2 separate regions of the Danio rerio genome follow, and region 1 is linked to region 2. The links are chromatin contacts, called in public Hi-C maps. All regions are on one chromosome and are shown on one strand. Each heading gives the region's core, a stretch centred on a gene start, on an enhancer-like site or on the middle of the called end of the contact. The rest is flanking DNA. Distances are from core to core; before and after follow the strand shown.

Region 1 (2,700 bases), core at 96-2,595, 35 kb after region 2:
TTTACTGTGCCTTTAAAAACATGTAACTGCTTTTATACTGTAATTTAGATATTTTTTTCAGAAATTTATTTCACAAGTGAAGATTAATACAGAGAATGCAGTTGTCAATAGGAGTTAAATATGAGATACAATGGTCAATATAATTAAGATGAATTATTTGGTTTACTCTTGTGTTTTTACATACTGACTACAATTTTTTTAAGAAGGGCCTCTGGTGGTTGGTAGTACTTTGGTGTTTATTTATTTATTTATTTTTGAAGTTTGGAACCAGAATAGTTATTAGTCATTAAAGCCACAAAAATCACAACTGATGCCTATAAATATTCTGTAATTTAAAAATTTATTTCAGAATTTTATGTCGAAAGTGAAGATTAATAGTATAGAGAATGCAAAATTAACTATTTGGTGCCAAGTGAAAATGCTTAACTTATTTTTTAGGAAGAGTCTCTGGTATTCAGCCGTACTGTGTTAATTTTTTGTTTTTTTATTTGTCAGTATTATTTATTTATTTTATTTTATTTAATTTTTTTAAAATTTTGAACAAGAATGGTTATTAATAGTAATTAAAGCCACAAATATCATAATTGATACCTATACATAATCTGTAATTTATTTCAGAAATTCATTTCAAAAGTGAAGATCAATACAGAGAATACAGTTGTCAATAGGAGTGAAATATGACATATAATTTTCAAATATTCATTCATTCATTCATTTTCTTTTTGGCTTAGTCCCTTTATTAATTTAGGGTCGCCACAGCAGAATGAACCACCAACTTATCCAGCACATGTTTTACCCAGCGGATGCACTTCCAGCTGCAACCCATCACTGGGAAACACTCATACACTCTCATTCACACACATACACTATGGACAGTTAAGCTTACCCAATTATAGTGCATGTCTTTGGACTGTAGGGGAAACTGGAGCACTCATTTGCAAATTCTCATTTTTACATGCTGACTACATTTTTTTTTTTTTATGAAGGACCTCTGGTGTTTGGTAAAATTGTGGTACTTTTAGGTCTTTTATTAGTCAGAGTTTATTTATTTATTTATATTTTGTGAGATTTGGAACCAGAATGTTATTAGTCAATTCTAATAATGATCGTGTGAGCAAATACAGAAACAATGTAAGATACAAAATACTTTCAAGGAGTATCAAAACATAGCATTCCAGCACACTCTGTGTGTTTGTGTGTGTGTGTGTGTGTTTGTCTCTTCTTCTTTTTCTTCTCTCTCTGTCTCTCTCTCTCTGTCTTCTCTCTGGGAGGGATTAGAGTGGCCACATGTTGGCCGGCGGAGGCTCGCTGTGGCTCCAGGCAGGCGCGCGGGCGCTGTTGCTCATGGTAACTTGATCGCTGGCGGCCGTGAAGCTGTTTGATTTATTCCCCAGCTCCAGCAGATGGCTGCAACAGAAGTTTGTTTAAGTTCACTTCATAGCCGGGCCGGCTGCCAGGACAGAGTCTCGCACACACAAGAGGAGGAAGAGGGGGCTGGAAGCTGAACACATGCCAGAAGAATGTTCAGTGACTCCGGGTGTCTAACCACACCACTTACCCCTTCCAACCTCACACACACAGACCTGCACACACATTTTTTCACAAATACTGCAACACATGTATCTCTCTCAAAACGCACACACACTCACATTCCCACACATTTTCCATCGATTTCCTTTTTCGTTTTTTTTATCGGTGCATTTCCACTCTTTGCAGCAAACCTATTTCCTTCAAACAGTCAACCACAGTGAAACACACCTCATCTGCTTTAAGTGTGTGTTCGGTTGGACTGCTTGTGAAGATGCTGAAGGTGTCTGTCTGCCCAAATGGTAAACTGCTGAATGGAACCATATGGTTATTTCTTTTTTCTTACCCAACCAGTAGAATCTGCAGTTCATTCAAAGCCATTATACTCGGAAAGAGAGATCTGATTTATTCTGATCTAACTATGTATTTACACATTTTACCATCAAAATCAAAAGTTTTTTTTCTCTTTTTTTTATGTTACCAATGCTATGTTGTCAGAAAATATTAACAAAAGTAAATCTGTAGAAAATTTACTTGCCAGTGTTTGTAAAAGTTAGTTTTGTTGGTCACTGTTTAATTTAATGTTCGATTCCTGTGATGAACAATCCATTATGTATTACTTTTGACTCTAACTCCTAATCTGCTTTTTATTTAAAATAACATAACTACATTACTATTAATAAGAAGCAGATTAGGAGTTCTTGTATTTGGTAGGTTTGGGGATATAGAATATGATCATGCAGAATATGTGCAAAATTATTAGAATTCTGTTGCTCTTTTTCAAATATATATAAGTGATGTTTAACAATCAATTCTCAACTGTTTCATAAAAATATATACTTTTTTCTTGTAGATGAAGTCTTATTTATTTTAGCTTTGCTGAAATAGTTGGACATTAAAAAAAAAACAGTTTTAAGGTCAGTATTATTCACTTCCCTAAGATTAAAAATATATATATTGAAATTGCCTACAGAAAGAACCGATGACTTGCCTAATTAACCTTACCTGTAACTTGCCTGGTTAATAGTTAATCTTTTAAATTGTAATTTAAGCTTAACGCTAATATCTTGCAAAAATAGCTAGAAAATCTTATCCAATAGATCACAGCAAAGACAAAATAATAATTCTAAATTATTTATTAAAACTATTATGTTTAAACGTGTTGATTTTTTT
Region 2 (2,857 bases), core at 256-2,755:
TAAAATAAAATGACACAGGGTACTAGTATTGAAAACATAAAGAAAGTGTGCACAGCCGCTATAAAGTCTCAGTAGTTAAAAAACAGATTTTGTAGTTGAAACCAGGGTGGACATTTCAGCAAGATGAAGATGAATGACTAAGTAAAGATCCCAAACACAGGCAAGAAAGACTATAGTCTCAGAAAAAAGAAAATAAAGCTGCTCAAATGGCCCAGCCAATCAACTGACTTGAATCCAAAAGAAAATAAGAACTAAATATCAGAGTTGATCGACGAGGCCCATAGAACCATGAGATTTGAACGGTGTTAAACTAAGAGAAAAATTCACACCAGAACAATGTATGCAACTTCATCTTGAATCATTATTTTTTTAAATAAAAGTATTAAATGAGTTTTCATAGATATGCACACATAACAAATGTTTCATATTTTTGTAAAAAAAAAATGTTCTGCTGTATGTCTGCTCGAAAGGTTGTGACATACAGAACTGCCCAAGAATCTCAGCAACTGTTTATTAGCATTGTTTATCCATATCACACATTTAATCAAAGCTTTAAAAAACTCAAGGTTACTTAGTCTCTGTCGATTACAGGACATTGTGTTTATGTAATGTAATGTAAAATGTAATGTAATGTGTATTTATATAGCGCATTTATTGTGTATGGCAATACACCCAAAGCGCTTCACAATCATGAGGGGGGGTCTCTCCACACCACCACCAGTGTGCAGCATCCACTTGGATGATGCGACGGCTGCCACAGGACAACGGCGCCAGTGCGCTCACCACACACCAGCTATTGGTGGAGTGGAGAGACAGTGATAGAGCCAATTCGGTGGAGAGGGGATGATTGGGAGGCCATGATCGTAAGGGCCGATAGAGGGTCTTTGGCCAGGACACCGGGGTTACACCCCTGCTCTTTCACGAGAAGTGCCTTGGGATTTTTAATGACCACAGAGAGTCAGGACCTCGGTTTAACGTCTCATCCGATGACGTCTCATCCGAAAGACGGATGCATTATACTGCATATTAGTGCCATTTGCAATTTGTTGAACACTGGCCTTTGAACTAGTTATTTTGTCCAAATCATGTTTAAATTTGACATCATCAACAATTATTATTGAATGTTATTATTAATTTAACAACATTATTTTGAAAAAAAAAAAAAAAAAACAGAGAGGAGAAACCTGATATAGGTGCAATGGAATTTTCTGAGTTGTACTCATTAGTGACAAACACTTTCTCTCGCACACTTTTCTCTCTCTCCCTCTCTGACTTTTTTTTCTGAAGTAAAATGTCCTCATATAATTAAACCAGTTCAGCACTGACTAATGAACAGGACCTCTCACGAATGCAGTGAAACTAATGTTGTGTGTGTGTGTGTGTGTGTGTGTGTGTGTATGTGTGTGTGTGTGTGTGTGAGAGAGTGAGAGAGAGAGAGAGAGAGAGAGAGAGAGAGAGAGAGAGAGAGAGAGAGAGAGAGAGAGAGAGAGATGGCGCTGTGTTCAGCTCACAGCCACAATGTGAGGAAAGGAAACTTCGCCAGGCAACTTCAATGAGACTTTCTGCTCTATAACAGCACACGGATTACAAAGTTAGCCATGAGGATGTGACTCCTAACGACTTCTTGGTGTGTTTTCTGGATAAATACACAATTAAAATTGTGTTATTGCGGAGCGAGTGAGTTCGCGGAAGGAGCGAGTTTTTTCCGCGGGATCAATGGCGTTACTTAAGTGAGAAACCGCAAAAAAGATAGCTTCAGGCTTTGAAATCACGCTGCTTGTGATTCTGAAGCTGTTACACATGGAACTATGAACGATTCGGAGCTCACGCTGACCTCCAATGCGCAACAGCGCATGGCTTCAGGTCTGTCTGGGGAGGAGAGCTCTCTACCCGGCAGCGTGTGCAGACCCGAGCGCAACGGGATCTTCTTCGTCCACTGTTTCATCTGTGGGAGCGGGGTGACTGCGGGGAAAGAGCTGAGCTTGCAGGTAAAATACCAGAGAGAAAAGGATGGGCCGTTTTTCCCTTTCCTGCAAGGCCAGGACCCGGCTCCAGGCGCGCCGGAGATCGGTCCGGATGGGGAAGCTCTGGTGTGCGCCGTGTGTCACTGCTTTCTGCGCGAACAGTGGAACTCATTCGAGCGCAACAGGACACCCATCGAGAAGCGCATGTACTGGCTCAAAAGACCCTACCAGTGCGATTTACGAAACATAACCTACGATCTGGAGCGGAGAATGAGCGCCGGGAATTATGACGGCAACGACTCTGACATTTCCTCGTTCTCTGATAATGACCTGTCCGAGCAGGACTTGGACTTGTCAGCGTGTATAATAAATAGTAACAGTACTACAGGTTTTCGTGGGTCTAATAAAGCATCAAGAGAAAGCAGCAGAAAGAGCGTTAAAAGCAGTCCCGAGTCAGTACGATATCCAGCCAGAGTTTACCCAAGTCAGGACATACCCCAATCAGATCGTCGCACGACTAAAATTATCAATCACACATCGAGCTCATCTGTGTCCATGGCTCTGCAGCAGTACGACTGTCGATCTGTGCGCACCCCCCTTCAGGATAACGACACCATTGCGTGTGGTAAGTGGATGAATGCATCTATTGGTGACTCTGACGCACCGGACAGCTGTGAGATCAACATCACCAGCGATGACGACAGAGAGTGCGCAGCATCATCTCACTTTGATGTACAGAGGAGCCAAACCGTCAAGAGCCATGCCAGTCTTTCTGCTGATGGATGTGCCTGTTATATTTGTGGAAGCAGTCTTTCAGCAGGAGGCCGCTTCAAAGTGTTTGTACAGAAGCAGGAGAGAGCATCCAGTGAACCCTTCTTTCCTTTTCTGTGGCT

Evidence for each region. Hi-C and Micro-C count contacts between places; a contact is called where the count stands out from the background.
Region 1: a Hi-C map of an unstated tissue shows a contact between it and region 2, with 3 times the contacts expected there. The contact joins the enhancer-like site here to the promoter of gse1b in region 2. A contact is called at or near these places in 3 of 18 Hi-C or Micro-C datasets (fibroblasts, hematopoietic stem cells and an unstated tissue).

The regions. Positions count from the first base shown.
Region 1 is chr18:31,745,931-31,748,630 of GRCz12tu, forward strand. All of the region lies in intron 1 of gse1b (Gse1 coiled-coil protein b), which reads left to right. Among named protein-coding and RNA genes, the nearest start is that of gse1b, 35 kb to the left of the region's middle. Within about 2 kb of position 1,346, at least 39 of the 62 cell types and tissues checked have an H3K27ac peak or open chromatin away from gene starts, as enhancers often do.
Region 2 is chr18:31,710,670-31,713,526 of GRCz12tu, forward strand. It overlaps gse1b (Gse1 coiled-coil protein b), which reads left to right and starts at 1,506. Exons shown (of 17, transcript NM_001430859.1): 1 at 1,506-2,857. The coding sequence starts at 1,809.